Linked DNA regions of Mus musculus: region 2 is linked to region 1. Evidence: chromatin contacts called from public Hi-C data. All regions are on one chromosome and are shown on one strand. Each heading gives the region's core, a stretch centred on a gene start, on an enhancer-like site or on the middle of the called end of the contact. The rest is flanking DNA. Distances are from core to core; before and after follow the strand shown.

Region 1 (5,603 bases), core at 2,993-5,492:
GAACTCACACAGTACCTACAGGGAGCTCTCAGTCATGTGGCATGTACAACTTCATCCATCCAATTCCTCCTACTTTATGTGTCAGGTAATATGGGACTATCTTGATGAAGGCTCACATTGCCTGCTAGGTGGCTATACTAGTTAGGGTTTGCTAAAGGAATAGAACCAAGGCAATGTATGTGTATGTACATGTATACACACATACATAGATATGAATCTATTAAGCCATCTTATTTTAAAATAGGAACATCAACGGATTCCCACTAGAGAGGCTGAGAACTGGGTAGTTACTTTGTCCTTGGGGTAGGTGCCTCAGTAGTCAGAGTAGCCCACAGTAGCAGTTTCATAGTGGGGGAGTTAATTATCTAGCACTTTCTCAGTCTACAAGGTGCAATACCTCAACATTCGCAATCAGCGGTCCTTAGGCCTTGGTGGAAGCCTAGAAATACTAGCTGTGCTGTCAATGAAGGAGAGGGAGGGGGAGGAAGAGGAGGAGGAGCCGCCGCCACCGCACAGGTACATAAACTCAGAAGCAGGAGGTAAGGCCAGTCTACCATAATCACTCGTACAGGTAATCACTCGTCTACCATATTCTTTTTATCAGGAGTGCTACTAGAACGTGCTGCCCACGTTGGGGTGGGTCTTCCCATATCAGTTAAGTCAGTCAGGATAGTTCTTCTGGTAAGGCTCTTACTCAGGTCCTGTTATTCTGTGTTAAGTTGGCATCAGAACCAACCATAATTGAGGCATGACGTAGCTGAGTTTGCAATTCCCTCTGTCCAAACCTCGAACAACCCAATGCCTCCTCTGAGTGGTGATAATAAATTTCCAAGGTCTGACTCTTTGCTCCCCCTCAGACACCTTGCACAGTTCTCTAATTGCCTCAGATCTGCATCCTATGAACCATTCGAGACAACTCCATTCATTTTACAAGTAAGAACTACACCGCTCATGTTGAAACACAATAACGCAGTAAATACACAGCGAGTACTGCTCCAAGACAAGGATTTTACTCAATACTGAACATGCACAGACAGACCTTAGCCTTGCACTTACAGAGCTTTGGTGAAGCCCAGCAACTGCAGAGCATAGATTCCCGTGAAGTCAGAAGCACGGAAGCTAATGCGGATTGCACTGTTGTCTTCCAGGTTTTGCACCATATTCACCAGGAAAAAGTCTATTTCCTCCTTTGCACCTTTCTTCTCTCATACCTTTGTCCTCTCTCCCTTTTCTGGTTGAGTGAGCCAAGGATCACTCATACAAGGAGCATGCCACGAGGCTCCACTCTGCAATTTGCTGCAAAGCACAACTGGCAGCATATTATGTTTCGATCAATTTTAAGTTGAGCCTCATTAAGTACGTTTATATGGTTATGTAACCATCAATACTTTCTACGTCCAGCCTTTGATCATCTCCCGCTCTTCTCCAGGTACCCAGCATCCTGTCCCAAAGGCCACCCATAGTCTAACATATATTAGAATGTTCTTCCTTCTAAGACTAAGATTGTGTGTATGTGCCTGCCATCTTTCCTCTAGACTTTGCTCACCCTTGGCTATGGATAATGCTGCTAGGTATGTAAGAACAGTATCAGTTCAAACAGAAATCTTCATGTTTACCTTATTTGACAACACAAGTGACAGATACAGGTGGACCCTGAGCTGGGCATCAGCAAGCGGTGGAGAAATCTCTCTAACAAAGTCAAACTGACCTGCAAGCTTGAGTAGAAAGGAGCTGAAGAGGTGAAGGGAGTTTGCATTCCTTATCTAGTGATCCTGGGTGATGGGACTCCTACCAGCAACCGAGCCACTAAGATACTGGAACTTCTGTGAGCATATTTATCAGCATGATGACTACAGATGAGAGCCATAACTCAGTTGAATTCCATGACAAGTTTTTCATCAATCCTTCCTTCAATATATATGTGTTAAGTATATTCTATTCCCAAACCTTATTAAATATAAAAAGTACCATGGTCATTTATCTGCTCCATTCAGTGCCATGAACCAGGTATGGTGCTAGGTGCCAAAAACAGAAATCCTTCATTCCTTTAACTTTAGTGTTCTCCCAAAATCACTTGTAAATACTGATAATTTTCCTGTGTGCTGTTCTCCATGAAAGCCAAAGACTCTCTCAATAGTGAACACACTTATCTCTAGGCACCTGGGCTGCAGTAAGGGGATTATTAATCCCTCCTTTGCTTACTGGTGCAATACCAGCATTGAATTCTTAGTTTCTACATTGAAAAGTGAATCTCACTCCCACCAGAGTCTACAGGTGCCACATGGTGACCCTGACACCTTGTTGAGAAAGGGATGATTCTTTGAGAGAGAAAACAGAGGAGGCCTTTGCAGTCAAAATCATTTGTAGAAGACCCAATATTACAAAAAAAAAAAATGCCTAGTGACAGATGGATGACAAAGGCCTGAGTCAGAGGTAAAGGTGGTGTCAGACTACAACAATCAGGAGAATGCTTTCCTGAATACAGACTGCACTGAGCGTGGGTGACATTAATCACCATCCACCGAGTGTTACAGAATAATGTTTCACCTCATGGATGTCTCAAGTGTCTTGAAGGTAGCAACCATTTCTTCATCACGTCTGAATAGCTCTCAGCATGAGGACTGGGTAACTCACAGTGTAGTGCACACCAGACACGAATGTGATAAAACCGATCTTCAATAAAAAAAAAAAAATCGTTTGGACAAACAAGTACGTGTGCTTCACAGAAAACAATTTGGAAGGAACCAAAAACCAAATTCTATTTGTTTAACAGGGACACACTCTTGTGCTATAGAGGGTAGGCATCGAAGTAAATATCTTAATGCCAAAACTGACCCGAGTTCAATCTCTGGAACCCATGTGTCAGAAGAGAATTAACACTGTCAAGTTGTCCCCTGACCTCCATGTGTGCATAATCAGTAACAGGCACATGCAACACACACACACACACACACACACACACACACACACACACACCACATACCCATCACATGTGCATGCACACACAACCACACGCACACAGAAACTCACACACACAAATGAAAAAGAAAAAAGAAAACAAGATGCAGAGGAAAGGGGGAGAAGTTTTAACTTACGTTTAAAGGTTTTATTTCCTTTGTTTCAGAGATTAAAGTATGAATTAAACAAAACACAACAAAAAATAAGGCCTTAAAAATATCTGAAATTAAAAATTTGAAACATCTTCATTTAGAACAACCTTTTAAATACATGTTCACATATGTATGCAATATACGTGGACACACGTTGCATAGTTCAGACTAGTCTCACTGATGACACTCCTGCTTCAGACTCCTAAGTGTTGGGGCTGGAGACAAACATCTTCATGTCTAGCTCTTAAAAAAAGGTTTGGGAGCCCATCTTTTTCTGGAAAAAAAAATACTCTTTGCAGGAGCTGGATCACGTTGTTGCTTCACTGATCTTACTGGGAGTTAAAGAAAATTCAGAGTTTTTTTCTTTCTGCAGATTCTAGGTGAACGTCACCCTGATGCTTCCTGGTTTTCCTTGTTGTTTTGGCTTGACTTTTAGCCACATCTGACCAGAAGAACACTTATTACAAAGAAATTTTACAATTTAGGTAGGCTCTTAGTGAACTAGAAAAAATAAGGGCAGACTCTAAAAAGTCAGAGAAGACTGGGAAAGACAGAAGGAAGATTTTGCAAATCTCTTAGTTGCTCCCCAAATGCCAGAACCCACAAGGTCACTTTGGCTAACACTGTGTAACTTAAGACATTGTTGCAGGAGAGGCTGAGGTGTCCACGCTCTCCTGTCTTCTCAGGAGTTGACTTGGAAGCTGTTATGTGACATAACTTTTCCTGATGAGATACAACACACCCCAGAAAGGAATCCCCACCACAGACATAAATGTAGCAACCTCCGTAGTCCAACTTGGTGAACCGATGAGTTTTATTGGAGTTACTTACAGGAGCATAAATGACTCACAGACCGCGAAGCCCATCCCATCATGGGTGACAACTCAGAAAGCTGGGAACCTGGAGCATGCTGCACAGCCCTGGGGCAGCTCAACAACGGGTTGGATAGCATCCTTCCCAGTTGCAAATTGTTCTAAACTCTATGCAGGCTGGTCAGTTGTTTTAAACCTCTTCCAGGCAGGTCAGTCAATTTCTGCTTCTTCCAGGCAGCTGGAGTCTTCCTCCTACCTGGGCACTTGTGAAAGCCAAGCTCAGCTTTTATTGTTCACCCTGGCAGAGAGGAGCCTAGTGAATTTGGTCAGTTTCAGGGACTTCCTGCAGCTGTTCTCAGTTGTTTACTTTCCTGTTTAAGAAGTGTCCCTGCAGGATGGAATGTTTCAATCTAGGAGGAAACTGTTAAACAACATTCCACCTGTTTCTCTAGCTCTTCTGTTCTTCCTCCCCCACATCCTGCAGGAATCCCTGAGCTTTGCAGGGGGTGACTATAAATGCCACCTATGGTTCATAAATAGACTACCATGGCCCCACAACAGTTACTGTTCATCTGAGCTTTGGCTGGTTGTAAGTTGAGGCAACAATCACCGTGATATATGATGCATCATATGTTTAGAAGGCAGTTTGATGGCCACATTACATCCACCTAGAAAAACTGTACAAGTTGTTTCCCTATTGGGGCCTGTCATGGTTAGGGTTTTACTGCTGTGAACACACAGCATGACCAAGGCAACTCTTATAAGAACATTTTATTGGGGCTGGCTTACAGGTTCAGAGGTTCAGTCCATTATCATCAAGGTGGGAACATGGCAGCATCCAGGCAGGCATGGTGCAGGAGAAGCTGAGAGTTCTACATTTTCATTTGAAGGCTGCTAAGAGAAGACTGAATTCCGGGCAGTTGGGATGAGAGTATTAAAGCCCACACCCACAGTGGCACACCTACTTCAACAAGGCCACACCTACTCCATCAGGGCCACACCTCAAAATGGTGCCACTCCCTGGGCTAGACATACTCAAACTACCCATTCCATTCCCTGGCTCCCACAGGTTTGTTTAAACATATGAGTCTATGGCGGGGGTGGGGGGTGGGGGGCATACCTAAACATAGCATAATACAAAATACACTTAGTCCAACTTCAAAAGTCCCCATAGTCTATAACAGTCTCAGCAATGTTGAAAGTCCAAAGTTCAAAGTCTCTTCTGAGATTCATCCAATCACTTAACTGTATTCCCCAAGGCTAGACAGGAAACCAGCTGGGAAAACTCCAAACTCTGCATCTCCATGTCTGATGTCAAAGCACTCTTCAGATCTCCAACTCCTTTTTCATCTTCATTGACTGCAACAAAGTTCTTTCTCCTAGGCTGGTTCCACTCCCTGTTAGCAGCGTTCCTCAGCAGATAGCCCACAGCTCTGTTGAACAAATTAGGGTCTCCAAGGCAACTTCAACTTCACAGCTTCTTGTTCCAATGTCTGGGGTCCACACATGATCTGGGCTCCTCCAAAGGGCTTGGTTCACATCTCCAGCTCTGCCCACTGTAGTACTCTAGGCTCTGGTTGACTCCACTCCATTGCTGCTGCCGATCTAGGTGGTCATTCATGGTACTGGCATCTCCAATACACTGGTGTCCTCCACTGCAACCAGGCTTCACTAGTAGCCT
Region 2 (5,101 bases), core at 1,166-3,665, 140 kb after region 1:
ACGTGAGTGTATGGTGACAGCCTCTCCTCTCATAAAGGAGCCTGTGGTTATATGAGGCACCTCTTGCTGGCAGTGAGTCTACACAGGCTCCTCAGAAAAGTCCTTCCAAGCTCTGCCTCGGGCAGGAGCTGAACTGTCTCAGATTTTATCGTATTGTTAATGGACCTTCGGAGGTCTTTTTCTTTCTCTATCTCCGCAATATTAGTTGCATAGAACATGAAATGCATTTCCCATAGAAGGTGGGGTCTGTGGCAGTGAAGTAGTTAATTTATAGGCCTGTCAAGACACTTGAACCTACATTGTCTAAAAAAATAACACAGACCTTGCTGCTTAATGAGGGCTATACTTCAGATGTCCGCCGTTCTGCAAAATGTTCCACCGCAAAGGAATTTCCCACTGCAGTTTAATCTAAAGATGGCTAACCTCTGTCTATCTGCAGGGAGGGTTCAATGAAACAGCAATGTAGTCTGATTGCTGTGGGCCAGACACTCCCAGGCATCGAAGATGAAGATTCCTGAGCCACACAGTTCCCACTTTGATTAAGTACTCACTGTAGCTAGAAACAAGTACAAACACGTAAACAGGGGCGCAAGAAAGTTCCGTCCAGGGACCAGCACTGTGAAGAAAAGGCGAGGCAGCATGTGAACAATGTCAAGAGCGCTAGACTTGCAGTTCTCACAAGGGTCGGGTCGGTCAGCCTGAGATCCGGGACCACATTCTCACAGTGTCTCCCTGTGTCTCACCTTCCTGTCTGCTCGGGAAGGCTGGGGTATAAGGAGTCCGTACAGAGTTGAACTTGGGCTGAATGAGGCCTTCCTCTTATTTGAAGGAAAAAAAAAAAAATGGCTGTCGGTTTTTCTATCGATCCTAGAGCTTGGGCAGTGAGATGCTGTGAGCTAAGTAAAGATATGCTAAAGGCTCCTGAGAGCTGAAGTGTTAATGTGTTTGATGGATTAGCTCTTTGTTGATTAGAATGGCCTGTGTTTGGGCCCAGGGTTGAAGAGTGAGGGGTTTGGGGCAAAGTGGACCTGGAGCGCCCCAGGATTGGGGTAGAGTGGACGTGGAGCGCCCCGGGATTCAGTCACGTGTATCTCCGTACAGTGTCATGGTTTCCTTTTTCTTTATGGCTGCAGAAAACCCATTGCATTATACATCACATTTTCTTCATCCATTTATCTACTGATGGATACCTGGACTGGTTCTGTATCTGCGGCTGCAGGCCTTACTTTAGGGCTCTTATAGGGCAGAATTACCCAGTGATTGTCTGTGCCTTATTTCACTTATCGTGTCCTCAGAATTTATCTACATTATAGAAATATGTTAGAAATTGTCCTTTTTCCTTAATGGAGAACGATTTTCTGTTTTGTGTCTCCATTTTTTCTGGTAGTAAACTTTTGGGACATTTCTAGGTTTTTTTCTTTTTGTATTTTTTGTTTGTTTGTTTTGTTTTTTAATTAATAATGATGCTGTGAATGTAGGCATATAAGTTTTTCTTCATTTCTACTGCGATTTTTTTTGGGTTGTTGTTGTTGTTGTTGTTGTCAAGACAGAGTTTCTCTGTGTAGTAGCACTGGCTGTCCTGAAACTCACACTGTAGAACAGGCTGGTCTCAAACTCAGAAATCCACCTCCGCCTCCTGAGTGCTGGGACTAAAGGCAGGTGCCACCACCACTCAGATAAGTTTGTGCTTTGAATTCTCCTGTGTAAACACTTTGGTAAGTTTGTTGGATCAAAGGGTGATTCTATTTTTTAGTTTATATTTCTGAAGAGCTGCATGTTTCCCCCAATGATCGAACCACTTCTGAACCTACCACAGTCCACACGAGTTCAAATTCTCCATCTTTGCCAACGTTTGTTGTTTAAAAGAACAAAACAGGGGGCTGGTGAGATGGCTCAGTGGGTAAGAGCACCTGACTGCTCTTCCGAAGGTCCAGAGTTCAAATCCCAGCAACCACATGGTGGCTCACAACCATCCGTAATGAGATCTGACACCCTCTTCTGGTTTGTCTGAAGACAGCTACAGTGTACTTACATATAATAATAAATAAATAAATAAATAAATAAATAAATAAATAAAACAATTTATTTAAAAAAAAAGGAACAAAACAAGGCAAAAGCCTAAATAAAAACAGTCCAGTGAGAAGCAGCTGAAAAATAACCAACAGCACAACCACAACTCAAAACAAGACAGTGCTAGACCCAACTTGACACAAGCCTGAGTCCCCTGGGAAGTGGGAACCTCGGTATGATGGGGCTATCGGCACATTGTGCGGCATTCATTTGATCTCTGATTGATGTGGGAGGGGCCATTCCACTGTGGGCGGGGCCATCCATGGGCAGGTAGTCCTGGGCTATGTAGGAAAGGTAGCTGAGCAAGCCAGGGGAATAAGCCAGTGAGCAGGACTCATCCACCGGCTCTGCTTCAGTCCCAGCCTTGAATGTTTGCTTAGCAGAAACTCTCCCGCAGCAATGAGTCATGAGCTATAAGCAAATACACTTTTTCTACCCGAAGTTGGTTTTAGTAAGTGCTTTATCACAGCAACAAAAGCAAACACACAAAAGAATAGCCTACTGCAAAACATTATTTTTCATATTATTGGCTTAAACTCTTTTTCAGTTAGGGTCAAATATCAAGCATAAGACTTCTGTACATAATCATATTAAGAAGTATGCACAGGTATTTGGAAATTCTATAAAGGATTAATTCAGAGAAAGCACATTTATCATAAGCTGTCATTGGAAGATGGCATACCCTTTCCTGCGCCACCAGATTAAAAGCACATCAATCATTCACAGCAAGCCTCTGGGTGAGTTTTAGACTCCAGGATATTCCCTTTTACTAAGAAGCCACTGCTTTAAAAAAAAAAATTAGTAGTTCACTATAAGGCACCAAACCATTTTGTCTAAGCCTAAGCCATATGCCTAATGTAGGAGAATCCAGACTGAGAGGCTGGAGAGATGGTTCAGTGGTCAAGAACACTTGCAGCGAGCTCTTCCAGAGGACCAAGACACATGCAGATAAGCACATAAATAAAACTTAAAAGTAATAATATTAAATATTGGAACATACCTACTTAAGGAAAGAATATATGTAACATCCAAAATAAATTCAAGACTACCCAGTACCTTCCCTCTTCAAAAGGCGTTTCCAAACTGTACTAGCAGGCCAAGTACAGAGCCAGGTAAAGAAGCTGACTAACTAAACAAATATAGAAACATAGATTTAACGGTCAAAATGACTAACTTTACAGCTGCCAGAACAAGAGTAACAATTCCCCTGCCCTGCCTCACACTAAAAACCACAAGGACAGACAAAATGAGGGTCACCCTATACAAATCAACCAATGTCTAAGAAGGTTATTGGCTATACCAATTAAAATAAGCCAAACTACCCTAGTGCCTATATCTGGCCCTTACAAAGGTATAAAAAGTGTGTTCTTTCTTTGTTCTGGGTCTCTCCTCCAGCCTGCGTGCTGAGAGGGGGTTCCCCAACATGTTGGATAAGTAAGATCCTCATGCATTTTGCAACAATGGCGATCTCTGTGGTCTTTGTGAGTGAGGGTCTTTTGATAAGCTACAACACATACCGATTATATTTTATAACCACATTGCATTTTTGAAATCATACTACCCTGGTTGTGTATTGATTATTTGCTTAAAACAACAATTGTTTTAATGCCTGTGGTTCTGAGATTAACGTTCTGGCAAATTATGCTAAAACTCTATTATATCAGTTGGAGTCATTTATATGGTGCAGAGAGCTGAGAGCTACTGTATGCGAAGCTGGGTGTGAGGGGCCAAGATGGCTATCCATATCTGGAGCCAGGGGACTCCTCTCTCATGATTTCTGCACTATATAATACAAACTCGCATTGAACTCACAGTAATCCTTCTGCCTCAGCTTCTTAAGTGCTGGTATTATCCTTATAAATCATCACTTCTGCCTAATCTGGATTTCTCTGCATGGCAACTGGTTCTTTCTTATTTCATAATTATATTTATCTATTTATTTATGTGTGTGTGTGAATGTTTGTCACTTGTGTACAGGGTCCCCTGGAGACCAGAAAAGGGCATCAAATCTCTTGGAGCTGGAGTTATAGGCACTTATAAGGCACCTGATGTGGGTGCTCAGAACCAGACTCAACTCTTTTCCACTGAGCCATCTCTCCAGCCGATAGCAACTGGTTCTGAGAGAGAGAGAGATTGGATGTACAAAGGCCCCTTAAGTCTGAAGCCTGGGGATAGGGAGAAGGCAAAGATGGTAAAGTGCTTGCCTATAAGCACGGGGACTTGAGTTCAAATCCCAGAGTCCGTATAAAAAGGTCATACATGACACACACACTGGTCATCCCAGTGCCAGGTAGGCAAGACAGACAGACACTGAGGCTTTAGGACATCCAATCCAGCTTACTTTCCAAATTCTAGAACATCGAGAAACTCTGTCACAAAACACTCAAGGTTGTCCTTTGTCCTCCAAATGAATACACACTAAGCAGGCATCAGCATACAAGTACACAATACACACTGTGAGATTTACTCTTGGTTAACCCAACAAAAACTAGAGAAACCCTGGAAGAGTAAGCCCCACTTGAAGAGCTGCCTCCATCAGTTTGGCTCTGGGTATATCTGTAGGGCATTTTCTTGATTAATGATTGAGGTGGGAGCACCTGGCCCACTGTGGGTGGCACCATCCCCTGGGCAGGTCATCTTGTATGGGAAGCCGCCCTCACATTCGCCGTTGCAAGATGGCGCTGACATCCTGTGTTCTAAGTGGTAAACAAATAATCTGCGCATGTGCCAAGGGTAGTTCTCCACCCCATGTGCTCTGCCCTCCCCGTGACGACAACTCGGCCGATGGGCTGCAGCCAATCAGGGAGTGACACGTCCTAGGCGGAGGATAATTCTCCTTAAAAAGGGATGGGGTTTTGCCATTCTCTCTCTTGCTCTGGCTCTTGCTCTCTTGCACTCTTGCGCTCTTGCGCTCTTGCGCTCTTGCGCTCTGGCTCCTAAAGATGTAAGCAATAGAGCTCTTGCTCTCTTGCTCTCTTGCTCTCTGGCTCCTGAAGATGTAAGCAATAAAGCTTTGCCGCAGAAGATTCCG

What was found. Hi-C and Micro-C count contacts between places; a contact is called where the count stands out from the background.
Region 2: a contact with region 1 is called in a Hi-C map of pancreatic cancer cells. The contact joins two enhancer-like sites. A contact is called at or near these places in 7 of 39 promoter capture datasets (the 3T3-L1 cell line, hippocampal neurons, liver and 3 more), 1 of 15 datasets of contacts at CTCF or cohesin (the NIH/3T3 cell line), 45 of 484 Hi-C or Micro-C datasets (the AML12 cell line, the AtT-20 cell line, the C2C12 cell line and 21 more), 3 of 115 datasets of contacts at active chromatin or transcription factors (the NIH/3T3 cell line, astrocytes and differentiating embryonic stem cells) and 1 of 9 other capture datasets (embryonic stem cells).

Annotation. Positions count from the first base shown.
Region 1 is chr19:58,470,334-58,475,936 of GRCm38.p6, forward strand. No RefSeq gene overlaps it. Among named protein-coding and RNA genes, the nearest start is that of Gm41876, 17 kb to the left of the region's middle. Within about 2 kb of position 4,243, at least 6 of the 459 cell types and tissues checked have an H3K27ac peak or open chromatin away from gene starts, as enhancers often do. A contact at or near this core is called in pancreatic cancer cells, where this site is marked.
Region 2 is chr19:58,614,411-58,619,511 of GRCm38.p6, forward strand. The region is part of intron 1 of 1810007D17Rik (RIKEN cDNA 1810007D17 gene); the gene reads left to right. Among named protein-coding and RNA genes, the nearest start is that of 1810007D17Rik, 11 kb to the left of the region's middle. Within about 2 kb of position 2,416, at least 15 of the 459 cell types and tissues checked have an H3K27ac peak or open chromatin away from gene starts, as enhancers often do. A contact at or near this core is called in pancreatic cancer cells, where this site is marked.